Regions from separate parts of the Sus scrofa genome. Here regions 1, 3 and 4 are each linked to region 2. The links are chromatin contacts, called in public Hi-C and targeted proximity ligation maps. All regions are on one chromosome and are shown on one strand. The core of a region is the stretch at or near the end of the contact, and the rest is flanking DNA. Distances in the headings are between cores, read along the strand shown.

The links. Hi-C and Micro-C count contacts between places; a contact is called where the count stands out from the background.
Region 1: a Hi-C map of skeletal muscle shows a contact between it and region 2, with 6 times the contacts expected there. A contact is called at or near these places in 2 of 47 Hi-C or Micro-C datasets (psoas muscle and skeletal muscle) and 1 of 2 datasets of targeted methods (skeletal muscle).
Region 3: a targeted proximity ligation map of skeletal muscle shows a contact between it and region 2, with 2.9 times the contacts expected there. A contact is called at or near these places in 1 of 47 Hi-C or Micro-C datasets (embryonic fibroblasts) and 1 of 2 datasets of targeted methods (skeletal muscle).
Region 4: a Hi-C map of skeletal muscle shows a contact between it and region 2, with 2.5 times the contacts expected there. A contact is called at or near these places in 2 of 47 Hi-C or Micro-C datasets (embryonic fibroblasts and skeletal muscle) and 1 of 2 datasets of targeted methods (skeletal muscle).

What each region holds. Positions count from the first base shown.
Region 1 is chr5:92,454,896-92,457,877 of Sscrofa11.1, forward strand. No RefSeq gene overlaps it. Among named protein-coding and RNA genes, the nearest start is that of ATP2B1, 480 kb to the right of the region's middle.
Region 2 is chr5:92,716,017-92,719,195 of Sscrofa11.1, forward strand. No RefSeq gene overlaps it. Among named protein-coding and RNA genes, the nearest start is that of ATP2B1, 220 kb to the right of the region's middle.
Region 3 is chr5:92,309,960-92,312,951 of Sscrofa11.1, forward strand. No RefSeq gene overlaps it. Among named protein-coding and RNA genes, the nearest start is that of CCER1, 430 kb to the left of the region's middle.
Region 4 is chr5:92,360,896-92,363,900 of Sscrofa11.1, forward strand. No RefSeq gene overlaps it. Among named protein-coding and RNA genes, the nearest start is that of CCER1, 480 kb to the left of the region's middle.

The DNA of each region.
Region 1 (2,982 bases), core at 261-2,760, 260 kb before region 2:
AGCTAGTGAATAATCACCATGAATAATATCAAAAGAATTTTATCCCCAATACCTATTTCAGGTGGCAATATATAATAAGCCACCAACATTGCTTGTTATCTCCAATTCCTAACTCAGAGATGAATTACAAAAAGATCTTTTTAGGCATGGTTTACAGCTCTGATGACAGCAAATGTGCATTATGGAACATGTGTGATTTATATTATCAGTCACATATTTCTTGATTAGACTTTGATCAGTTCAGGAATAAGAAGTATCCAAATTGAAAGGGTCAAAGAGGCTAATCTGAAAAGGCTACATACTGTATGACGCCAACTATATGACATCCTGGAAAAGGCAAAATGATGAAGACCATAAAAATATCACTGTTTGCCAGAGGTTAGGAGTGAGAGAGGGATGGATAGGCAGAAGATTTTCATAGCGGTGAAATATACATGGCATTATGCATTTGTCCAAATACATAGAATATACAAAATCCACATAAGCAATGGAATTTGGGTGAATATGATGTTTCAGTGTAGGTTCATCAGTTGTAACAAATGTACCACTCTGGTGAGAGATGTTGATCGTAAGGGAAGCTATGTAGCTATGTGGACAGGAGGTGTATGGGAAATTTCTATACTTTCCACTCAATGTTGCTGTGAATCTAAACCTGCCCTAAAAAGTAATGTATTTTTAAAACAAAAATTGAAATGGAATGTTAAAAATATTAAGAATTTAACATCTTGCATGTTGAAAAATACATCACCATAAACTAGGACAACTGATTTAATAAATCTTTCACTCATATTCTTTCACTTGCATTATTCCCTCAATCTGATAAATTTCTGTAAAACACAGGTTATCTTTTAAACTCTCTGAAATCTCCATTTTCCAGGACAGCAACTTCACAATCTCAATTGATTCCAATTGAATAATTTTAGAGTTGGTTCATGAATTCAGCACTAGTCTTATCCTAGGTGTGCAGCAATTAGGATATAACTAAGGCTGTTGTAGATATCCAAATACACAGGTGTATCTGTAAACTGTGCCTACCTGGATTCCCCAAAAGGGAGAACTTACTTTAAAAGGTTTTTGTTTTTGTTTACGAAGATATATTGATACTCTAAAAATCAATTAGGTAGTTAATGATTCATGTCACTGTCCAAACCTCTGTTAACTACGGCTGGTTGCTTTTCTACCCAGAAAAGTTCACCAGAGGCCAAAAAAAGCTGCCCTCACATACCCAGGCACTTTTCCACAAGAGGGTGAGAAAAATCCATCCATCCCATAGCAAGGCTCAACTTGGCCCTGAACCCTAACGGATTTCACACTGAAACCATAATATCTACCCCAGGCCTTTGAAGAGGGCCCAGCTGTGCCTGTTGCCAGGGGTGAATGAGAAAACCCGCATTACTGAGGGCTTCCGGTGGTTTGACATTCTCCCCTCAGGCTTTACTGGAGAGGTGGCCACAATGTGACTCAGCTGCAAGCCTTGGCCAGCCCTTCCCCAGTCCAAAGGGGAGAGCTGAGGGGAAAGGACTGAATGTTTGCTAACGCAACTGCCATCTGCCTCTGTTAAGTCTGATGGTGACAGAGTGCATGTTAATGCCAGAGAGACAGAGAACACTCACCATCTGTTCACTGCCCTGAAATAAAATTAACTAGGTCATCTGGATTTGGAAGCCTATCTGGAATTGTTGACATCTATTCCCAAACTTGGGGATGGAAATTTTACCCCATCTTACATCATTCAAATTACCTAGAGAAATATTTTTACTCTAATCCTTCTAGTGGAGAAAGTTAATTGATCATACCTTAATAACAATGTATGTGTTAACAAAAAAAAGTATTTTGTAGCTACATTATTAATATTTGTAAGCAATAGTATTACAAATTGCTATCCAACTGAAACCTTCTACAGGGAAAAATGTCTAATAAATTTCTGGTCACGAAGAATGTGCACAATTTACATGGACTCCAGTGTTTCTTGCCCACAGCTAATGAGATAAGCAAATTTCTTGATTTCCAGGCACTCAAATTAAAAACGGGAAATAAAGAGCTATATTTTATTCCTGCTAACTACCTAAAAGATATTTGCACAATAACAGCTGAATCTAGGATATGACTAAATGGTTGGTAATATTTTTTCCCCAAGAGAGGCAAGAGAAAGCTTTAATTCAATTTTTGTACAGGAAAATCTGCCCCGATCTCCTGACCCAAAACTTCTCACCTCCCAATCAATTCTTATCATTCTATTCTCATCTCTTTTGGTCTACTATTGGTCTCAGCCAGTATTAGTCTAGTAGAGAATTTTAGCTGGACACATTACATGGGAGTGACTCAAAGAAAATAGAATAAATGATTATTTTCAATTCCTATATCAGTCCTACCTTGAAATATGGTTCTCTTAAAGAAAACGCTAAAAGATTCTATTTCTAAAAGTCAATTTAAATTAATTTAGAGGAAAAGTTACTGCTTTTAAGAGTTTATGGACATCAATAACAGGAAATAACACAGTTCATTTAGACAACCCATAATGTGCTGACATGAAATAAATCCAGTGGAGCTATCCTTAGGTCTCAAGCGATTTAGTTTTAAAATGACCTTTTGTGAGTTGGATTATTGACCAACCTTAGTTATTAGTGAAATCTACAAGCAGAAATTTTTCTGGCCTCTTACTTAAGCCTTAAGCTCTTAAGAATTTGAACAGAGTATATATAATATATATATATATACACGCGCGCACACACACACACACGCACATGTGTATACATGTATTTTGTCTTCCTAGGACCGCATCCGTGGCTCGTGGAAGTTCCCAGGCTAGGGTTGAATCAGAGCTACAGTTGCCGACCTACACCACAGCCATAGCAACATGGGATCCAAGCTCTATCTGTGACCTACACCAAAGCTCACAGTAACATCGGATCCTTGACCCACTGAGTGAGGCCAGATTGAACCTGCATCCTCATGGATACTAGTCAGGTTCATTACCACTGA
Region 2 (3,179 bases), core at 350-2,849:
TTTCACAAAAAGCAGTGTAAATGCTGCCTCAATTTTAAGTTTCTCTTTATATCCTCTAGGTTCACTAATGAGAGGAAAGACTTGTACTATTTATATATGTCAAAACATTTTTGGAAACAAGTGCCTGAAAGCCGGTAAGGACGCTTACTGGTTCAAGTAAATGGATGTCCGGTGAAGAGTGGACATCACCGTAGGTTAATCAGACAAGTCCGCGATGTCGCCAAGGACCTAGATTCTTTCCCCAGCCCCCTGACTGCAAGGCAGTGGCCCGTGATACACAAGGCTACATTCTCCCTTTTCCACATGGAGAGGGAAATTAAATGTGCCCCTTTTCCAGTCATGGAATGAAAGTCCTCCTTCAATCTGATTATTCAAAGTTATGGGAAGACTGGCTTAGCTCTGGGCTCTCAAAGCAGTCACTAGAAAATGGCATGGAATTCAGCAAACCATTGTCCTCTTTGGAGCTGAATTCAAACCTCGCTAATGCCACATACTGGGGGAGAATGGAAGAGGTGTCAAAAGCAGCATCCTCCTACTAACTATGGTTAAGGAGAGAAAAGTCTGGTGAATCTTTAGCATACGCAGAGGCCAGGAAGATGACTGTATTTCAACAGTTTATTACTGGAAACTGAAGTGCATTCGTACGTTCTTTTACTCGATTAGTTTGTTCAGTGTTTTCTTCCTTCACATGAAATACATTTTTAGAGTGTCCGGAGTTTTTCATTTTCCTGTTTTTTAACTAAAATCCACTTTGATTACCCAATGCCATTTTGGCTTCATGGTTATCTCTATTAATTGTTGAATGTCTGCATTAGCTATCTTAATTTAAAAAACAAATATCTCAATGTCCTACCAGCTGTTAACAGCTTACTTACTGGATGTGTTTTTTCAAAACTTTTTTTTTTTTTAAGCTTTCTATTTAGTGAGGAAAGCGGTTTCTGTTTTTCATCCTGCTCTTTTCCAATGTCAATAAATATGAACATTTATTGTTCATATTTAGTTCCCATCATGGCTCAGTAGTAACAAACCTGACTAGTATCCATGAGGACACGGGTTTGATCCCTGGACTTGCTCAGAGGGTTAAGGATCCAATGTTGCCGTGAGCTGTGGTGTAGGTCGCAGATGCTGCTCGGATCTGGCGTTGCTGTGGCTGTGGTGTAGGTCCAAGGCTACAGCTCCAATTTGACCCCTAGTCTGGGAACTTCCATATACCACAGGTGCGGCCCTAAAAAGACCAAAAAAATGTGATTAATTCATTGCTTTGATTTCTCAAGAAAATTGAGAAGGAAAATTGTATCCATGGAGAAACTAAATAAATGATAGAATCAAAAAATAAAAATTTACTCTTCATGTGGAGAATTAGCCTTTTCCATACCCAGTCCAACCCCCCCTCCTTAACCATCAAAGAGCACAGATGTGCACATGCACGCATGCACACACAGAGACTCTAGGAAGGAGAATAGAATGTTTCCTTAGAAAAAAAACAAAGTTTTGATTCTCTAAACTCTGGGCATGGCATTTTGCTGGGTGTATTAGTATACAGTTCTTCATTGGCAGAAAATGGTGTGAACCATCCGACCAGCCTGAACCACCCCTTTTGATGTGTGTGATTCCATGGCTGAAGTCCTAGGGTTACAAGGTTGGGGAGTTAGAGGAAGAGATCAAATATCTCAATAGTTTCTCTTTCCTATTAAATGCCTTTAGAAAATCATTGCTATTTTATACAGCCTGTAACCTTCGCCCCACAAAGACCTCAGATAAATGCCCTAGAGCTTATTTTTTAACTTTTATTCTCCTATGACTGTTGAATTGTTATCAATAATCAGTTCTCGCTGTTCCCCTTGAATAATCCTTCTGTTTCTAAAAAAGAATATTTACTAATAACAAGGTCAAAGGGTGCCAGGTTTCTGGTTTCCAGCTGGGTGCTATGACTCTCTCATTCCATTTTCTGCTATTTATGTTCCAGCCTTGACCCAGGCTTATATATCAGGGGAGGGAGTCATCTCAACTTTCTCACATCTCGATTGTGAAAGAGGCAGACTAAAGAGGCAGACTTAGTCATGAGATTCTTTCTGTAGGAATCCAGACAGGTTACTACTGCCACGGAAGAAACACAGAGCTATGGTTTCCAGAAGAGGATTCCAATGTGCTAATCTTTCTTCTCCCTTAACAGGAAGGAACATTTTCTCCAACGGTTACTATCACACTAGCTTGGAGAGAATTTCCTGCTTCCTCATCTCAAGTGTGCAGACTCACTAATCATAGAATTGAATGCCCTCACAGAGGCAAAATCAGGCTAAGACAAGTCTACCAGTATGTGTCAAATGACATGACTTTACCTTAACAGACAGTCTGGTATTTCACAGAAGCAATCTAGGACATATCCTGCAGGGGTCTGTTGTAAGTGTTGAATGAGCTAATTTCTGTGAAGCCCTTAGAATAAAGCCTGGCATACAGTGAGTGCTCAACTATTATTATTATGACATAAAGTAGCCTGGTCTGGAAAGCATGAAATCTGACTCTTCTACAGTCTACTTGTGTGATGTTAGAAGAGTCACTCAAGTTCTCTGAGCCTCAACTCCTGATCTAGAAAATGGGAATAGGGAGTTCCCTTTGTGGCTCAGTGGGTTAAGGACCCATCTAGTATTCATGAGGATGTGGGTTCGATCCCTGGCCTTGCTCAGTGGATTAAAGATCTGGCATTGCCATGAGCTGTGGTGTAGGTCACAGATGTTGCTTGGATCCTGCGTTGGTGTGGCTGTGGCGTAGGCCGGCAGGTGCAGCTCTGATTCCACCCCTAGCCTGGAAACTTTCATATGCTGCAGGTGCAGCCCCAAAAAGCAAGAAAAAAAGGTGGGGGAATAATTGCATCTCTCACACAGGTTTTTCAAGGGCTGATGTAATCAAGAGTAGTAAAGGTTTTAGAACTCTTCATGAGCTGTGAAGTGACTTGGTACAAATCTTAATGATCACTGCAAACATGATGGCAGGGACCTTGTTTAGAATCTGCCAAGTGCCCATTATCAGAGTAAGCTCTGAGCAATATCTGCTACATGGATTACAGTTTCCCCAGCAGTGTCACTCAGTAAACACCATTCTCATCCCCTTTCACTCAATTTGTCCTTCCTTGAATTATTTTTCATTCATTTAATCAAGGCCAATACTTGGCTGATAATGTC
Region 3 (2,992 bases), core at 327-2,826, 410 kb before region 2:
ACCCAAAGAGATAGCAGTTCAACAAAAAGCCTGTCTTCTCCTGGAATTAGTCCCACTTTGCTTTGGACACCCACTAGCTTGAATTCGTGCCTCCTGCAATCCCTCGCCCAGCACAGGTTCATCCAGTTAATATGATAATTAAAATGTGGATGGAAGTTCTTGCATGTATGTTTGAAAATATGGCATGAATATATATAATTTGTATAAGAACATTGGGTTAGAGATGATTTGGCAATGCTACCTGGGGCTTTTATTCTCTCCTGAATAACTAGTGTAGACAAGAGAAGCATGTTTTATCTTATTCTTTATTCGCATTTTATATCTTAGTCTTTATTTGCTATCCTAAAATTATTCTGTTCCTATAAAATGTTATTTCTTTTTTTTTTTTTTTTTTTTTTTTTTTTTGCTATTTCTTGGGCCGCTCCGGCGGCACATGGAAGTTCCCAGGCTAGGGGTCCAATGGGAGCTGTAGCCACCGGCCTACGCCAGAGCCACAGCAACGTGGGATCCGAGCCACGTCTGCAACCTACACCACAGCTCATGGCAACGCCGGATCGTTAACCCACTGAGCAAGTGCAGGGACCGAACCCACAACCTCATGGTTCCTAGTCGGATTGTTAACCACTGCGCCACGACGGGAACTCCTAAAATGTTATTTCTTAAGAGAGTTCCTTTGACTTTCCCCTGAATGTTTATTGAGTGCCAGGCACTGAAAAAAAAATAATATCAGTATAGAGCAAGGCGAACCTCTGATATACAGTCTTTAGTAATGAGTGGGCAAGAGTTCTAAAGTCATTCATAATGTTTTTATACCATTATCCTTCCATTATTGTTATTGTTATTTTTTTTTGTCTTTTTTGTCTTTTCGAGGGCCGCACCCACAGCATATGGAGGTTCCCAGGCTAGGGGTCCAATCGGAGCTGTAGCCACCGGCCTACGCCACAGCCACAGCAACGTGGGATCCGAGCCACGTCTGCGACATACACCACAGCTCACGGCAACACCAGATCCTTACCCCACTGAGCAAGGCCAGGGATCGAACCCGCAACCTCATGGTTCCTAGTCGGATTTGTTAACCACTGAGCCACAAAGGGAAATCCCCATTAATATTTTTAAAATTGTTATTGGAATCATCAGTGATATATGATTGTTTATTTGTTTATAATTATTTCACTAAGCCACTTCCCTGAAAATTCTGGTTCTGTAGGTCTGGTCTAGAACTCAGCTATCTGTAGTTATCTGTATTTTTACAGGTATACAAGTATCTTTTTATAAGAAACTTAGAGGGGAAAAGCTTCCACTTCATAAGTAATAGATATATCTTCTCCCTTTCACCTGAATATTGACCCAGCATAATTCAAAACATGTGGTCGGATCAGTGCAATGAGGCATACATTTTGGAAAGAACATTTTGGCCAGTCTTGCTCAGGGAGGAAATATCCTCCCACATCCCAGGGGGGTATCTGCTAGGCAAATGTCAAGGCAATTACAATTAGGATTTATTTCAACACTGCGTAGCGTACTGCCCTGTCTCACAACACCGATAAAGTGGCGAGTCAAAGGGCTGAGTTTGTTTATGAGCCACCCACTCTCCCAGCACAGCTGCCACCTCCCTTATCACCCTGCGACCTCCAAGCCAACTGCAGATAAGAGAGAGCTTTAAGGTGGCAGCAGCTCTCAGCTCTACCAGGTCTCCTGGCAAGGGTCAGAGCAGGGCTCTCCTTTCTCGCTTCAGTTTTCATCTCAGTCCATGGGGCTCCTTCAGTTCTAACATCCTGGCTACATTCTCTGCACATCTGTAAACTTGTTCCTTGTTCTTCATTTCAAAGTTATGAGATGCCTATTTTGGAAAATAAGAATAATTGAAAAAGCAGTGAATTTGATTTGATGTGACAGAAGAAAGCAATTGGAGAGGATATTATAACTACTCAAGTTTGCAGGAACTTTTTTATTGCCAATGAAGAACTTTCTCAATTTGGACAAAAACCCAAGCATGATGTGTTCTTGATAAGTACTATTCTTTCCAAAAACCTAAAAATAGTTTTCAATTAGCCTAGCATACATCTGTAAGGGTGCTGATAAATGCTGCCATTCCTTCAGGAAAAAAAGAAAAGGTGGTGAGAAAAGAAACATGAACATGAAAGTTAAAGAATAGTGGATTTTCAGCTATAGAGCGCTATTTCCATCAATCAAGCAGTAAATATTCAATGGGTAACAAAGAAAATAAAATATATTACTAGCTGCTGAAGGAAAGAATGAAGGATAGAGAATATGATAGTCATGATTTGACATATAGATTATTAAAATAATTAAATGAATTAATTCATCCAATTCACCTAGAGCAGAGCTGGATACACAGAAAAAACTCAATAAAGGTGTGTTGTTATCATTAATTATTTTCCTCTAGGAAACTAAAGGTAAACACATGGGAACATACCTAACAATAATCTACTCCAATGTCATAAGAAAATTTTGCATATTTTAATTCATTTTACATCTTCCCAGCCAATAACTCAGGAGGGATCAATACTATCCATAGAATTCAACTGATGTCAATTTAGTCATATACTAAATTGAATCACGACTCAATGCCAGAAGCAGTAAATTATATAGAACAGTGGTTCCCAATCAGGGTGATTTTGTCACAAAACCACAGGGGGCATCTGGCAATGTTTGGAGATTTTTTTTTTTTTTTTTGCCATGACTTGTAGGGGAAGGGTTACTACTGGTTTCTAATAGGCAGAGGTTAGAGATGTGGCTAAACATTGTATGACGCACAAGATAATCTCCAAACAAAGCATCACTGGGACCAAAATGCCAACAGTGACCAAGGAGTGGAAAGACTTTGCATCACAAGACTGGGAGACATGTATTTCAGGCACAAGAATATATGAGAAAAAAATAGAGGAGAGGGGAATGCTAATATAAAAAGCAATGATAAACGAATAAAAAGTCCAGAAGGGGCGTTCAGGGAATGATAAGAAGCACACTT
Region 4 (3,005 bases), core at 131-2,630, 360 kb before region 2:
TCCAAAGATCTGGCAGAACCAAAATTTCAAAAACATGGAATAGTGGACTCCATGATTTTGAAGATTAAATAAGAAATCTGACATGAAGTGAACCCTCAATAAATGTTAGCTATTATTATCACTCCCTCTTTTCTGTCTTTTCTTCATGTACAGAGGATGTGGGGGAAGGGCAAGAGGGAAGGAGGAATGGTTATTTGATCTCTCTCTGTAGGCTCACCTCCAGACTTAGATACATGACTGATTTCACTTCCTAATATGAAGGATGATAACGGAGAAATTGCCTAACCTAGCTATAACTCAGGATGAACAGAGGATAGTGGTGCATCATTCCTGACCAAACCCCAAAGACATAAATAACGTTAAAGCAAAGCAAGCACAAAGTCCAAGAACCCAAGTCTAGAAGCCAAGGCTCTGGATCTGAATTAGAATTTCAACTGAAAGCAAAACCAAGCCCAAGTGAGAAAATGGAGAAGAGCAAGCAAAGTTGTCTTGGGAGCCATCAACAAAGGAAAGAGAAAGAGGAGAGAGAATAAGGATTAATTCAGGAAACAAATGTGACAGACTGTTTTTGATTTATATTAAGACACTGCAACTTCAAGTTGAGGGTTCTGCATGGTAAAGATAGAAATGGGTAATAATCAACATTTAATAGCTTTCAAATTCAGTCTAATGTTTTTGAGTAAACACGATGTCTATGTTTGTTAAAGTAAAATATTTAGTAACTGTGATCCATCTCATTCAAAAAAACTAGCTGTTTTCCTATTTCCTGCCCCAGTGTGACCATATTTGCATACTATTTTCTGATCCTGAGATGTAATACTGATATCTATCCACTGTCTTGTGTCCTTCAAGAATGAGTCCAGTAGCCTGCTCATAAATAACCACCTGGTATATTCATTTTCATAGACAAAGATCTCTGATGCTATTTTAAAAATAACTTCTAAGTATGGCCAAAGCTGTATTTGCTCTCACTTTGCAGCACCTCCCTGATGCAACATGAAATATTAATGACTGCCTGAAATATATCCAACTAATGTGGTATTCAAAGGAATGCTATGTCGTCAATCATGTTATTCCAAGGTCTGTGGCAGGATCAGATCTCCTGGTTAGTCCTCTGACTCAGTGAGGAGATAAACTTCCAAGCTGATTATTTTCCCTGCTTGTATACCTTGTAGCTGGATTATCCCTTCAAACAGCTCTGTCATAAAGTAGCTAAAGCTCAAAGTTCTGGACCTGGATGAGGTACTGAGGGCTGGACTGGGCAACTAGATTGGTTTAGAATTCCCCAACCTCAAAGGATAAAAAGACAAGGAAAATTCGTAATACATTGCTAACAGATGAAAAGGGAAATGTAGGGCAGGAAATAATCCAACTAACTACTCAACGTACGAGAGCTGGGAAGAGATGAAGGGTTCAAGTGAGCAACTACTTTTAGGACATAGTTTTGGAGTGCTGAACCTAACACTTTTTTTCTGAATCCTGAAAAATGAGGCTTGAGTTCTCACCTATGATTTGAAAGGGTGCTGTGAAAGGCATAAATGAGTCTGAGAAAATATGACTGACTAGGCACCTAGGTAGTTAAGACAACTGAAAGATGAACTTTTGGTGCTAGGGAAGCTCTCGCCAAGATTCTTCACACAATACTTCATACCAGATATAGTTGTATTACACACATGATTAGAGTAGCACCTTTCCACGGATGATTTCTAAATGTTTTACACACTCTATGAGGAAAAAAAAACAACAATAAATAGTGCTCATATTTTTAAGTGAGGTTTCAGGTTATTCAAATGTTAGTGATAAAGAAATGATAATATGGAATCTTCTCTCTTTAAAATTTTCCTTTCCTATCACTGAATTTGTTATTCTATATGTTAAAAGTGATATGCGCAATTAGACCACTTACAACACAAATGTATATGGAATTTTATATGTGTGTACACACACACACACACACACACACACATTTTGAGAGCATATTTTGGTGGAAGTTAAAAGATAGGCACCCCAGGTCTCAATTTATGGAGATAATTCTAAAGAATAAAATCTTTGTTTCTTTATAAACTAGCATCTGACTCATATTTTTAACTTCCAGAAATGGATGTTACTACTATGTTTCCATGTGCAGAATGCAGGGGAAAAAAGCCTATGTCTGCTTATTCCATTGTAGTTAAAATCATTACCAAGTGCAGAAGCAAACTTCATTAACTCAGAGTTTTCACCTATTCACAAAATCACCAATTCTTTTTTATTCTTTAATTCAGCTGTGCTCTAAAACTCCAGATCAAATTATTCTACACATTTCAGCAGATCATGGTTACCAATTCACATAGAGACCGATTCATTTAAAAATGGGCTTGATACTACCTATGAAGCAACGTATGGAGCAGGGTGCTGTCTAGATTGATTTCCATGAAGGGCTTAGGGAACTTTATAATAACTCATGTAACAATAACTCATGCAAGCAAACAAGAAGCCTTAGAAAAATGGTTCTATTTTTGAGTATCAAATAATACATATATCAGTTATAAAAATAAGTCTTAGCACATGTGTTTGAAATTCTTAGTCATAACATCCAATTGAAAAAGTCCTTTACTATTTACCAAGAGGTATTTGCTTTGTTTTTCAGAGAGAATAAAAGGTCCTAAATGCTCCATGTTTTGTCTTTGCCATGGGACACAAAAGAAGGGTAAACCTGCACTTCTTTCCATGGGACACAAAAGAAGGGTAAACCTGCACTTCTTGAATAAAGACTCTTCTACAGTGAATGCTGGAGTTATATGGACAACACTCATTCAAGAAAAATCCTGGCCTAAAGAATGCTGCTTATCCGGCTTGGCTATCCTGGAAACTAGCATTTTACCAGCAGTTCTTATTTGTACCTGGCTCAGATATTCATCCACAATACTCCTCAATAAAGGCCTGATCTTTTGTTTGTTTCCTTGTTTTATTATTTTTAAAGCAGCTACATTTACATACCATATAATTCATTCGTTTTAAATGTA